2 separate regions of the Sus scrofa genome follow, and region 2 is linked to region 1. Evidence: chromatin contacts called from public Hi-C data. All regions are on one chromosome and are shown on one strand. The core of a region is the stretch at or near the end of the contact, and the rest is flanking DNA. Distances in the headings are between cores, read along the strand shown.

What was found. A called contact is a pair of places that touch in the nucleus more often than the background predicts.
Region 2: a Hi-C map of skeletal muscle shows a contact between it and region 1, with 3 times the contacts expected there. The contact joins the promoter of SOCS5 here to the enhancer-like site in region 1. A contact is called at or near these places in 5 of 47 Hi-C or Micro-C datasets (fetal heart ventricle, heart right ventricle, liver and 1 more) and 1 of 2 datasets of contacts at active chromatin or transcription factors (skeletal muscle).

The regions. Positions count from the first base shown.
Region 1 is chr3:93,726,976-93,729,675 of Sscrofa11.1, forward strand. No RefSeq gene overlaps it. Among named protein-coding and RNA genes, the nearest start is that of MCFD2, 110 kb to the left of the region's middle. Within about 2 kb of position 1,291, at least 16 of the 83 cell types and tissues checked have an H3K27ac peak or open chromatin away from gene starts, as enhancers often do. A contact at or near this core is called in skeletal muscle, where this site is marked.
Region 2 is chr3:93,852,796-93,855,495 of Sscrofa11.1, forward strand. SOCS5 (suppressor of cytokine signaling 5) reads right to left here and starts at 1,281. Exons shown (of 2, transcript NM_001162890.1): 1 at 1,118-1,281.

The DNA.
Region 1 (2,700 bases), core at 41-2,540:
GTAGGGGTCCTAGGAGTGGAAATGTCCCGTTGTCTCATAGTTTCTTTGCCCTTTTCTTCCCGCAAACTGAATCACAGGAGATCAGGGATTAATATCCATCTGGGGCATAGGTACACTCCCTACAGTAAACACGGCCTGTGGGGATGTTATTTCCAGGAGTCCTTAAGCCACAAATGTTCATCAATGGCCATATAAAGAATGCATCGAAGTTCATGCTCCTACACTGACTACCTGAGTTAATTTTCTGCTTCACGAGAATCCAGTGTTGCCATGAGATGTGGTGTAGGTCGCATACGTGGCTTGGATCCTGCGTTGCTATGGCTGTGGCATAGGCCGGCAGCTGTAGCTCCCCATTCGACCCCTAGCCTGGGAACCTCCATATGCGAGGGTGCGCCCTCAAAAGCCAAAAAAACTTTTTTTTTTTTTTTTTAAATGGAGGTGGTCGTGAAGGGTAGATGGGAAATGGCGGTGGAAGTTCTTTGCCAGCTCTGTGTGGCTTCTTTCCCACTCTTAGCTTTTTCCAGTCTTGCCCAGCCTCCAAAGCTCGGCCCAAGCCCACTGCCTCGTGCCTCCTTGACTCCCCCTGGCTGGACTGAGTCCTCAGCCCGGAGGGGTCATCATTGTGTGCTCTTGCAGCTCCAGAGCCATGTGAGTGCTGGCCATCCCTTGAATGACTCGTGTTAGAATCCGCCAGGCTGCCCTCTCAGCACTGGACCGGATACAAGCCCAAGCTGGCTCTACTCATCATCTCCCTGTCTTGGGACTTCCTATTTTCCAAGTGCTTTTATCTGGATGTCAGGTGTGAGAGATCTCTGAGCAACCCAGGGAGATGGTTGGGGAGAGATTTTAGGAATTCCCATTACATGGAGGAAGGGACCGATCACACTGAGAAAGCCCAAGAGACCTAGCCAAGGTCACAGGACTGGGCAGTCGATTGCCAAGTCACGATTCAAATCCAATGTTCTCAGCACTCCCCAGGCGGCCGCCTTTGCTCAGGGTCTGACCTAAACCAACACAAGACCAGAGGTGTGTGCGCACTTGGGGCTCACAGGCCCTCTTAAGTGGGCTTTGGCTTTTCTTTGCTTCTGTGGGCCCCCTCCCCATGGCTTCCCCAACCCCTCCCAGGAGCCATCCCTCTCAGAAGCCATCCCTGAACCCCACCAGAGACTCAGCCCAGGCCTGCGCTGGGGCAGACAGCCCCAACACAGGGCCACAGGGCCCGGCCCTACATGCTACCTGTGTCCGGATCTGGATCCCGATCTGGAGCGAGGCAGGCAGGGCTTTGCTCTTGGCAGGACAAACAGTCTTGGCCTCTGCCCAGAGGCCAGGAGAGGGTTTTAAATAGCCAGGGACAGGCGGATTGTGAGGCCCAGTTTAAATTAGTTGTCACTGCTTGATTGAATCAGATTTAATTGTTGGTTGGTGCTGAAATGACGAAGGAGATATGGCTTTAAATAGGAACCGTAAGTGGTTCAGCCTCATCTTGGGTGGGAACTGCAAGCACAGATCAGGTCTCTTCCTATTCAAAGCGGGGGCTGGGGGGCTGGGGGGGGTGGCAGGGGCAGTGGTAGAGAGGGTGGACTGAGCCTGGCCTGGACTGCGGGCACTCGGGAAGATGAGGGCTCACCGATGGATCACGTCCACCCGTCGGACTGTCCTCTTCCTCCCCACCCTTTGACGAGCTGACTTCTTCCCACCTGCTCCTTCGCGGCTGTGCCTGGACCCCTCCTTTTAGAGTCACCAGAGGAAGAGGGGGGCACAGCAGAGCGGAAACGTCCGCTGTACTTGGGAGCCTGAGGACCTGTGTTCGGATCTCACCTTGCCCCTGACTGGGGGGGACATCTGAGATCTCGGAGCCTCAGTTTCCACATCTGTACACCGAGATGAAGCTGGTCCTGTCTCCTCCTTCAAGAGCTCTGAAAGCTGTCACCAGGGCCATTCCTGCTGGTGAATCAGCAGCTCCCCTACCTGAGCCTGTGGTGTGTGCCCTCTAGAGCCCAAGGGCCCTTCCCCCACCACAGGTCACAGCCCACTTTGTCGTGCCTTCCTTGTTGTTGCTGGATGGTCCCGGTTCCCTGGGCCAGGGTGGGAGTCCCCCCTCCATCCCTCTCACCTGGGGCCTGCAGTTGCACCTTTCACCTCTAGCTTCCCCTACCTCCCTTCCAGAGCCAAGTGGAGCAGTCAGGACCCACATTCGGGCCTCACCCTGCCCCTCACTGGCTTGAGAAGGCCCACAGAACCAGGCTTCTGACACCAGTCCCCCACGCCCACCACTCCTGGGACAGGATCAGGGACCATGTGGGGTCATCTCCCCATCGCTAAAGAACAACTATGGGCAAGGGCAGAGATCTGCCTTTTCTCTCTTGGCCTGGAGTTAGAGTTAGGACTTTGGGGACCTATGGGAGAAAGTGACAGGGAGGCAGACTTTAACTCACCTGAAGAGCCTTTTAGCTGAGGCTTTCTCAGGGAACCCCGGAGGAGCTCAGCCAAAGCCCAGATGAGGCTTCCACTGAGAGGGGTGCAGATGGGCCGTCTCCGGGGCTGGGAGAGACTGGCCTGGTCTCAGGGTTGAAAGAACCACCTCCTGGTTCCACCTCTGCCCTACTCCCTGCATGACCTTGAGGCAGCTGCTTCATCTCCCTGAGCCTCAGTCTCCACTTTCGTGAACACGGGAAATAAGAGGCTTTTCTGGAAAGGGGC
Region 2 (2,700 bases), core at 31-2,530, 130 kb after region 1:
CAATTTTGCATGACCTTGTAAAGAAACAATGAAAAGCAAGGAGAGAAAGCATTCGAATTACCTATTAATCTTGCAGAATAAAAGTCAGTAGCAAAGTGTAATAGTACAGTCCAGCCAAAATGCTACGTTGGGAGGAAGTAAGCCATTGCAATGGATGGAGAAACCTGAAGAAAGGATCTTCTCAGATGGAGAAGCTGCTACAAGAATTTCAAGGAGCAGTTTGAGAAATTCCAGCAAAACTAATAACTGGTAAAACACCACCGAACACATACATATATTTTAAAATAAAAGATAACGTCCAAGGTCCACCTTTTTGTTGGAATACCAAAAGAAAATGTGATCTCGACTCCAATCCCCCTGCCTTTCAAAGTTCAGAACCAAGCCAAGATGTGTACTTAAAACTGTTTCTGAGCATCCTTCTTTAAAAGCAACTCCCTCTCCAGCAAGTCACTTCCCTCTGGCTACTTGAACGTCCAAATCCCAGCACCAAAGAATCTTAGGGCCCCAAGGAGTTGCAGAGGGGTCTTTCAGTGCCCGCCTGAGCATCCCTTCCCACCTCCCGTTAAACTCCGGAGGTGCTCCAGTCACTTTCCCCATCCAAGCTCCCCAGTTCTCTGGCTCACCTCCCGGTGGACCTCTCTTCTCGTCGACCTTGAGGACCCCGGGATCGGAGCTTTAGAGCCCCAAATGACTTGGCCGGTAACCCCTAGCCTGCGGCGCGCGCAAATGCCCCAGTCTCCGGTGACCTCCCCTCGATTCACCGCGACCCGTATCACGAACGCCCTCCGACTAGCTCGGAGCAACCCCCTTTCCCTTAAGCGACCTATGTTCCTCCAACCAGAAAAACAATTCCACGAAATGCATCGAGAACCTACTAAGTGCAAGCTCCCACTATGCGCCGCAGGGTCTGCACCGGGCTCCCGGCCCGGGTTTGCGGTCCCCCGCCCGTCGTCCTCTTGCCTGCCAGAGGGCCGGCGCTGCCTCCACCCGGGGTGGAGGCGCCGGCCGGAGGCGGACTGCGCCGGGCGCGGGCACCGGGGCCGGAGAGGCGGCCGCTAACGGAGGCGCGAGGGTCCGGGAAGCGCACACCGGCCGGGCTGGCCACGGAGACACTTACCGGTCGGGGCGCGCAGAGCGGCCTCATCCAGGGGCACCTGCGGCCAGGCAGGACGGGCCCGGACGGCGCAGTCACCGAGAGGGCGAGTCTGCCCGCCTGCCGTCCCGTCCCGCTCCCTCCGACTGCCCGTGCGAGCGCAGTCTTGCTTCCTCCGGACGGAGTCCGGGGACCCCAGCTCCGCCGGATGCCCCCGCCAGGCCCCCACCCCTTTCCCCGGCCGCCTCCCCCTCTTCACCCTTTTCCCCTCCCCCCTCCCCGCGCCCCCACCAGAATGGAAAATACCTCCCCGGGCGGGGGGCGGCGGGGGCACGCCTCTCTGAAGGGCAGCCTACCGTGACCAATAGCAGGCGGGGCTCTGGAGGGGCGGGATTCTTAGTGGCCAATCCGAAGGCGTGTAGGTGAAGGCCGAAGTAGGGAGGCAGGGAGCGAGAGGGGGGCGGCCCGGGAGTCAGGGAGGTCCGGCCGCTCGGGTGCGCGCTGTGCGCGGCTGCCATTTTGGAGTCGGGCAGCTGCGACGGCGGCCGGTCCGGCCCGGGGAAAGAGAGGAGCCAGTCAGGTGGGAGAGAGGCTGTCACGTGGGTTTGAGGGGCGGTCTGCGGCCTGAGGGGAGGGGTCAGCGGCGGCGAGTCACGGGGGCTGAAGAGGGTCACGTGGTCAGAGAACGGCCATCAGTGGGCTTGGGGGCGGAAGGTCAGCCTTGAGGTGGAAGAAGGAGGAAAGCTTTGTCCCTGGTTTCTCTCTGTTAGGGAAAAGGAAAAGAAAAATGTTGCATGGAGGACGGGAGTGCCGGCTCGGAAAATGTGAATGAGCCTTCCCGTTAGTAAATGCAAAGATCCACGGGAACCTGGGCACTTAGTTTAATTCAAGCATTCCCATCCCCACGCCCGGCTGTCAAAAACGTGACTCATATAAGGATGGAGGGGGTTCGTCTCCCATTTTTTGCCTGTACTTTATATGGAAGGGCCCCCGCCCTAGAAATGGCTGAAAGGATAAAAGCGTAGTTGAGGCATTGTGACGCCTCCAGGACAGGCCATCTGGCCTTATAGAAACCTCTTCTTCATTCACAAACTTAACAGGCACTTCTGTGTTAAGACATTACCGTGATCGTATTCCGACGCCTCCAAATTAAAAAAAAAAACCAAAAAAAAAAAAACTTGACCATCTAGCTCTCATCTTTATTTCAATTCATGCTTCCAGGATAGGCTAAATTATATTCCTTACTAATCCACTGAAAATGCACCTCTTAAGGCAACCAGTGGCGTCATATAATCGAGTTCAAGAGTCACTTTTTGGTTCTTACATGATCTCTTTTGCAGTAGATTCTACGGACTACATCCTTATTGAATCTTTTTCCTCCCCAAGGCACTCCTCACTCCAGTTTCCCTGAAACCGTACATAAACCTTTAGATGATCTTTCTCTTCAATTAACCTTTCTAAATTTATTCTCTATTGGCTCTTGAAGAGAGTCCCAGGATCTGATCCTTAGTCCTCTTCTCAGAAGGTACATGGTCATTCTACTGCACACAGGGTGGTCTAGCCATTTTGATGGCTGAGTGTATGCAGATGAGGTCCCAATCTGCATA